2 separate regions of the Sus scrofa genome follow, and region 1 is linked to region 2. Evidence: chromatin contacts called from public Hi-C data. All regions are on one chromosome and are shown on one strand. Each heading gives the region's core, a stretch centred on a gene start, on an enhancer-like site or on the middle of the called end of the contact. The rest is flanking DNA. Distances are from core to core; before and after follow the strand shown.

Region 1 (2,700 bases), core at 124-2,623, 290 kb after region 2:
ATTCTGATTGTGTAAATACACCTTCCCTCGTCAAACTTGCATCCAGTGGTTTTAATATTCACTGATATCTAATGACACAATGATAACTATGACAGCTGTAAAATGGTGATTTTTTTTCTTCTTTCCTTTTCTTTTTAGGGCTGCACCTGCAGCATATGGAAGTTCCCGGGCTAGGGGTCAAATTGGAGCTGCAGCTGCTAGCCTACGCCACAGCCATGCCAGATCTGAGCAGAATCTGCAACCTATGCTGCAGCTTGCAGCAATGCCAATCTTTAACCCACTGAGTAAGGCCAGGGACTGAACCTCATGGACACTATGTAGGGTCTTAACCCTTGGAGCCACAATGGGAACTCCTAAAATGGGATTTTTCTAACTCTGTTGTTTTGTGTACATTTATTATGTGGCAGCCTGGTGGAAGGAGGAACTTTCCTTCCTTTCCCTCTATTACATTTTTTTTTCTTTTTAGGGCTGCACCTGAGGTTAGGGTTTGAACTGTCACTGCAGCCGACGCCTATGCCACAGCCCCTGCAATACTGGAGTGGCATCTCTGACTTACTGCAGCAACACTGGCTGCTTAATCCATTGAGCCAGGTCAGGGATCAAACCCACATCCTCACAGAGAGAAGGAAAGATCCATAACTTGCTGAGCCACAACGGGAACTCCCTCCATTACATTTTAATCAGGAAAAAAACAAAACAAAACACCTTAAAATAACTGGATACCATTCTAACTGGAGAGTACTTAGTTCCCACTCCTCTTCAGGGTGCTGGGCCTAGCTTCTCTGTGATTCAACCTGAACTTTCAGTCCTCTGACTGCAGTGCTCTCAGCCTTGTGGGTGATAGGCTCAGGCCACACAGATTTATTTACTTACTACTTCATTGACGGCTCCAACTTCATTTACAACTACCAACTGGTAGTCCAAACACTGTAAAATGACATCCCAGTCTCGACAGTTTGGGAGCAAAGTGCTGGGTGTTTTTTTCTTTTTTGTCTGCCCAGTGGCATAATGGGGTTCCCGGGGCCAGGGATCAGATCTGAGTCGCATTGGTGACTTACGCTGCAGGGAAACATGGGATCCTTAACCCACTGCTCTGGGCCAGAGATCAAACCTTCGTCCCTGGGCTCGCAAGACGCCGCCCATCCGGTTGCGCTATAGGGGGAACTCTTTGTGTCTCTATCTCTACGTTTGTTATCTTTATGCTTCATCCATGGATCACAAAAACTTCTGTCCCAATGTCTCACAGAGTATGTTTAGAACTCACCTGAGAGCTGGAAAGAAGGGGTGTTTAAAATGTAGATTGCTGAGGTCCTGACCTAGAGCTTCCGATTTAGTAGATCCGGGTTAAGACCCAGGGTTCAGGTGGTCTGTTGCTCAAACCGTGAGAAACAGCGCCCTCAAAAACGATGGTGGACAAATCTCCCTTCCCTGAGAATTCGTCGCCCCTGGCATCTCCCAAGGGGCCCGCTCAGAAAAGGCTGGGGGAACAAAAGAAGGTGTTCATCCTCCTTGGCCCCTTGGGACTTCAGAAACCAACATCCGGCTGATGCCACTCGGGCTCGCGGACTCGTGCTGGGGTGAAGACCCAGGCGGAGAGATCCAGGAAAGGTGACCCCCATTTGGGGCAGAGCGGGCTGGTTTGCACCCAGGGGCACGGGGGGCGGGCAACACCGCCCCTCCGCGCCTGCCCACCCCAGTCCCGCCAAGCCTCGGTCAGCGAGCCCCGCCCCCACCCCGTTCCCCCTCCCCCTTCGCTCGGGTCGGGTGCTTAGTCACCGTGAGGCTGCGCCGGCCGGGTGCCCGCGCGGCCCCCCTTCTTCCCCGGGGCCCGCCCCCGGGCCGCACCCCCGCGGCGCACACTTCCGCGTGCATGGCCCTGCTGGTCTGGACCCTGAGCGCTAGCGCGGGCCCCAGCTGGCGGCAGGCGGCGCGCGCCTTCTCCCGCTTCGCGCCGCCTCCAACCCGACCCGCCAGCGTCTTCCCCCGAGCCATGGCGAGCAGGCAGGAGTCGCAGCCACAGTGCTGGCCCCCAGCCCGCAGCGTCGCGACCTCCTTCGACTACCTGGTGATCGGGGGCGGCTCCGGCGGGCTGGCCAGCGCGCGCCGGGCGGCGGAGCTGGGCGCTCGGGCCGCGGTGGTGGAGAGCCACAAGCTGGGCGGCACTTGCGTGAGTACCCGCGCTCTCCCGGTGCTGCTCCTGGTGCTGCTCCTTGCGCCTCGGCCCCTGCAGCACCGCGCCCGAGGCCCCGCTTTCTTTCCTCCTCTCTCTGCAGAAACGTTCTGTGCTCCTTCCTAGTGAGCTCTGGCGCTGCCCTTTCCGCTTTCCCACCCGAGTCAGAGGCGGGATCCCAGCAAGTTTAGATGAGAGAAGTGTACAGTTTTTTTTCCGCGGCCCCCGAAGCTAAGCCTGCGCCTGTTCCAGCGCAGGTGCAATAATAACGCTGGCAGGAGGTGGTTAAATCTAACGTAACTTTCCTGCATCCTCAGTCCTCAAGGCGGAAGGGTATTGTAGTCCATGCTCTATCTCATTACCAAATCTATGAACCCAAAACTGCACCTGGATAACTGCAGCTTGCCTGCGTCTCTGGGAAGGGGGGAAAGGGAGGATGGAGCCTATGTCATTGACTTGCGGTCCTCTCCTTTCATTTTCAAGGGCAGAATGATTTACAGCAGCGGTTCACACTTTCGGCTGCACATTCG
Region 2 (2,700 bases), core at 136-2,635:
TTCGGTTCGAGGCTCCCTGGCTCCCGGGCGGCCTTACCTCTGTTCTGGTGGCTCAAGGGGCCAGAACGGTTGGAATCTTGCTGGGGCCTCCAGAAATGTTACGGCAGCTACCCAGCAGCCCTGCGCTGCAGCGTATCAGCTCTGGAGACAGCCCTGTGGCTGTAGCCTACTAGCTCCAGCAGCTCTGGCTGCAGTGGATCAGCTCTTTTACCCGGCAAGAAACCAAGCGAGCACTCGGAGAGTTGGAGAACTCAGGTTTATTACGCCGGCCGGCTCGGAGGAGATCGATCTCCAGTGTCTGAGCCCGGAAGAAGGGTTTCACAAGGCTTTTATGGGCTACTTCTTCCAGGTCCATCCTTGGCTAGTTGGACCGGAGTGACGTCAGGCAGGTAGTGGATGTGGAAACAAATTGACAGAAGCAGATGTGTGGGGAGGGGTGGTTGGGGCAGTTGGATGGACTTTGCTTAGTCATCATGGCCAGAGTCTCTCCTTTCTACATTTTTATTGGGACAGTTTCTCCTACACGCTAACTTAAAGACTACTAAATTAGCATCCTAAGGATTTTAATATTCCCTTCCATGGGGAGAATTTTTACATATTCAAACATACCCAGAAATCAACTCAAATTCAACCAGGAGAAAGAAAAAAAAAAAAACCCAAACCATTAAAGATTGAATACTTTGAACTCGAAAACTCCAAAATAGTTTGTTACATTAGACAAAATGGGTTATTTCCCTGGACTATGTTGTGTAAACATGGAGTGGCTGAATTTCTGCAGCAGTGAAGACCATATAGTTAGAACAGGCTCCTAAACGCACGCAACAGGTAACCAATCAGCTGCACAAGCTAAAGCGAGAGGAGCGTGGAAGCACACTTTTGCTCACAGCAGCTCAAAGAAGGCCTGCGGGAGGACGAGGTTCTTTACCGCTAAGCTCGAAAGGTGGAAAGGGGAAGGAGGGATCTCCTACACACAGCCCAGAGGCCTGCTCTGCCGGACTGAGCACCTCCAGTGTAGGAGAAGGCTAGAACGATACCCCAGGGTCTGGAGCTGGAAGTAGGAAGAGGGAGGACACGTTACCCTGAGAAGAGCCAGTTCAACAGGATTTCCCTTCAGCTGGATGACTTGAGCAGCGCCCCAACACTGGGGCCTGGAACCCAGGAATCCAGGATAGTCATCAATTGAACAGACTTTGTTCCCGCGCTGAGGAGCACACGCCTGAGCGTCAAGGCGCACAGAGTACACGTCACTTCTGGGACATAGATCTTCCCCAAACCTTTCTCCAGGGTCCGCCCCGCCCCCAGTCCTCCTCTCCGGAGGCGCTGTGCTACAACCCCGCCCACCACAGCCCAGATGGCTACGCGGCGCACATGCGCAGAGGACTCGACGCTGCTGTGCACTTCGGGGAGTGTAGTCTCCGCGCAGGTGCCGGTGGGCCGCCAGAGTACCAGTTCCCAGCGGAACCTGAAGAAGTCAGAACTCTCTCGCCGCCCCGGTCCTTATTCCCATCTTCATACCTGTCCAGTCACCTCGCGCTGGGCTTCAGTCAGGGCGCGCCCCAAGGGAAAGCGTGAGACCCAGTCTTCCCTTCAGCCGGCTGTGCTGGAGAGGCGGGGTCCACTGCCCGCCTCCCACCGCCCCCCTCCCCGCCCTCCTTACCCTCCCCGGCGGGCGTCGGGCCGGAGCCCGAAGAGAGGCGGCGGCCCCCGCGGCGGCCCCCGCAGCGGCCGCAGGAGGGGCGGCGGCGGCGGGCGCCGCAGGCGATGCCCCTGCCTGGCTGCTCCGGCGGGGGGCGGTGCGAGCGGCGGCGGGGGAGCAGGCAGGGGGCGGCGGCTGCTACAGAGGGGCCGAGAGCTGGCGGCGGCGGTCGTGAAGGGCATCGGCGGCGGCGGCGGTGATGGCAGTGCTGATGTGAGTGTCTGCTGGCTGGGGACCCGGGGCTGCTGAGCCCGAGGCGAGCGGGAGCGGGAGGCCAGGGGCCGCGGAGGGATGTTGTGTGCCCGGTGCGGAGCCGGGAGACTCCGCCCGCCGCCACCGTTCGTCCGGTAGAGGCGGGAGCCCGGCGCTGCGGCGGCCGGCACAGTGCAAAGCGCGGCCCGGTGTGGGGGTCCCGGGCGGAGGCTGGGGCAGCCCAGGCCGAGGGGCGTCTGCGATTGTTCTCAACACCCCTCCCCCACCCCACCCCGTGTGTCTGTTTGTCACTTGCAGCTGAAGATGGAAAGAGCCAGGCGAAGGGGAGGCGGCGGCGGCGGCGGCCGTGGCCGCGGCGGCAAGAATGTAGGGGGCTCTGGCCTAAGCAAGAGTAGACTCTATCCCCAGGCCCAGCACCCCCACTACCCCCACTACGCGGCTTCAGCCACCCCTAGTCAGGCTGGGGGCGCCGCCGAAATCCAGGAGCTGGCCTCTAAACGAGTGGACATCCAGAAAAAAAGGTTTTACCTAGACGTGAAGCAAAGCTCCCGGGGCCGGTTCCTAAAGATAGCCGAAGTCTGGATAGGGAGAGGCCGGCAAGACAATATCAGAAAGAGTAAACTGACCCTCTCCCTGTCTGTGGCAGCGGAGCTGAAGGACTGCCTAGGGGACTTCATCGAGCACTATGCCCACCTGGGCCTGAAAGGCCACCGACAAGAGCATGGTCACGGCAAAGAGCAAAGCTCCAGGAGGAGACAGAAGCACTCAGCACCCTCCCCACCAGTCTCTGT

Evidence for each region. Hi-C and Micro-C count contacts between places; a contact is called where the count stands out from the background.
Region 1: a Hi-C map of skeletal muscle shows a contact between it and region 2, with 4 times the contacts expected there. The contact joins the promoter of GSR here to the promoter of WRN in region 2. A contact is called at or near these places in 3 of 47 Hi-C or Micro-C datasets (heart right ventricle and skeletal muscle).

Annotation. Positions count from the first base shown.
Region 1 is chr15:54,381,191-54,383,890 of Sscrofa11.1, forward strand. It overlaps GSR (glutathione reductase, mitochondrial), which reads left to right and starts at 1,374. Exons shown (of 13, transcript XM_003483635.4): 1 at 1,374-2,167. The coding sequence starts at 1,871.
Region 2 is chr15:54,093,288-54,095,987 of Sscrofa11.1, forward strand. WRN (Werner syndrome ATP-dependent helicase) reads right to left here and starts at 1,386. Exons shown (of 35, transcript XM_021075787.1): 1 at 1,079-1,386. PURG (purine-rich element-binding protein gamma) reads left to right here and starts at 1,754. Exons shown (of 3, transcript XM_003359494.4): 1 at 1,754-1,909; 2 at 2,207-2,700. The coding sequence starts at 2,213.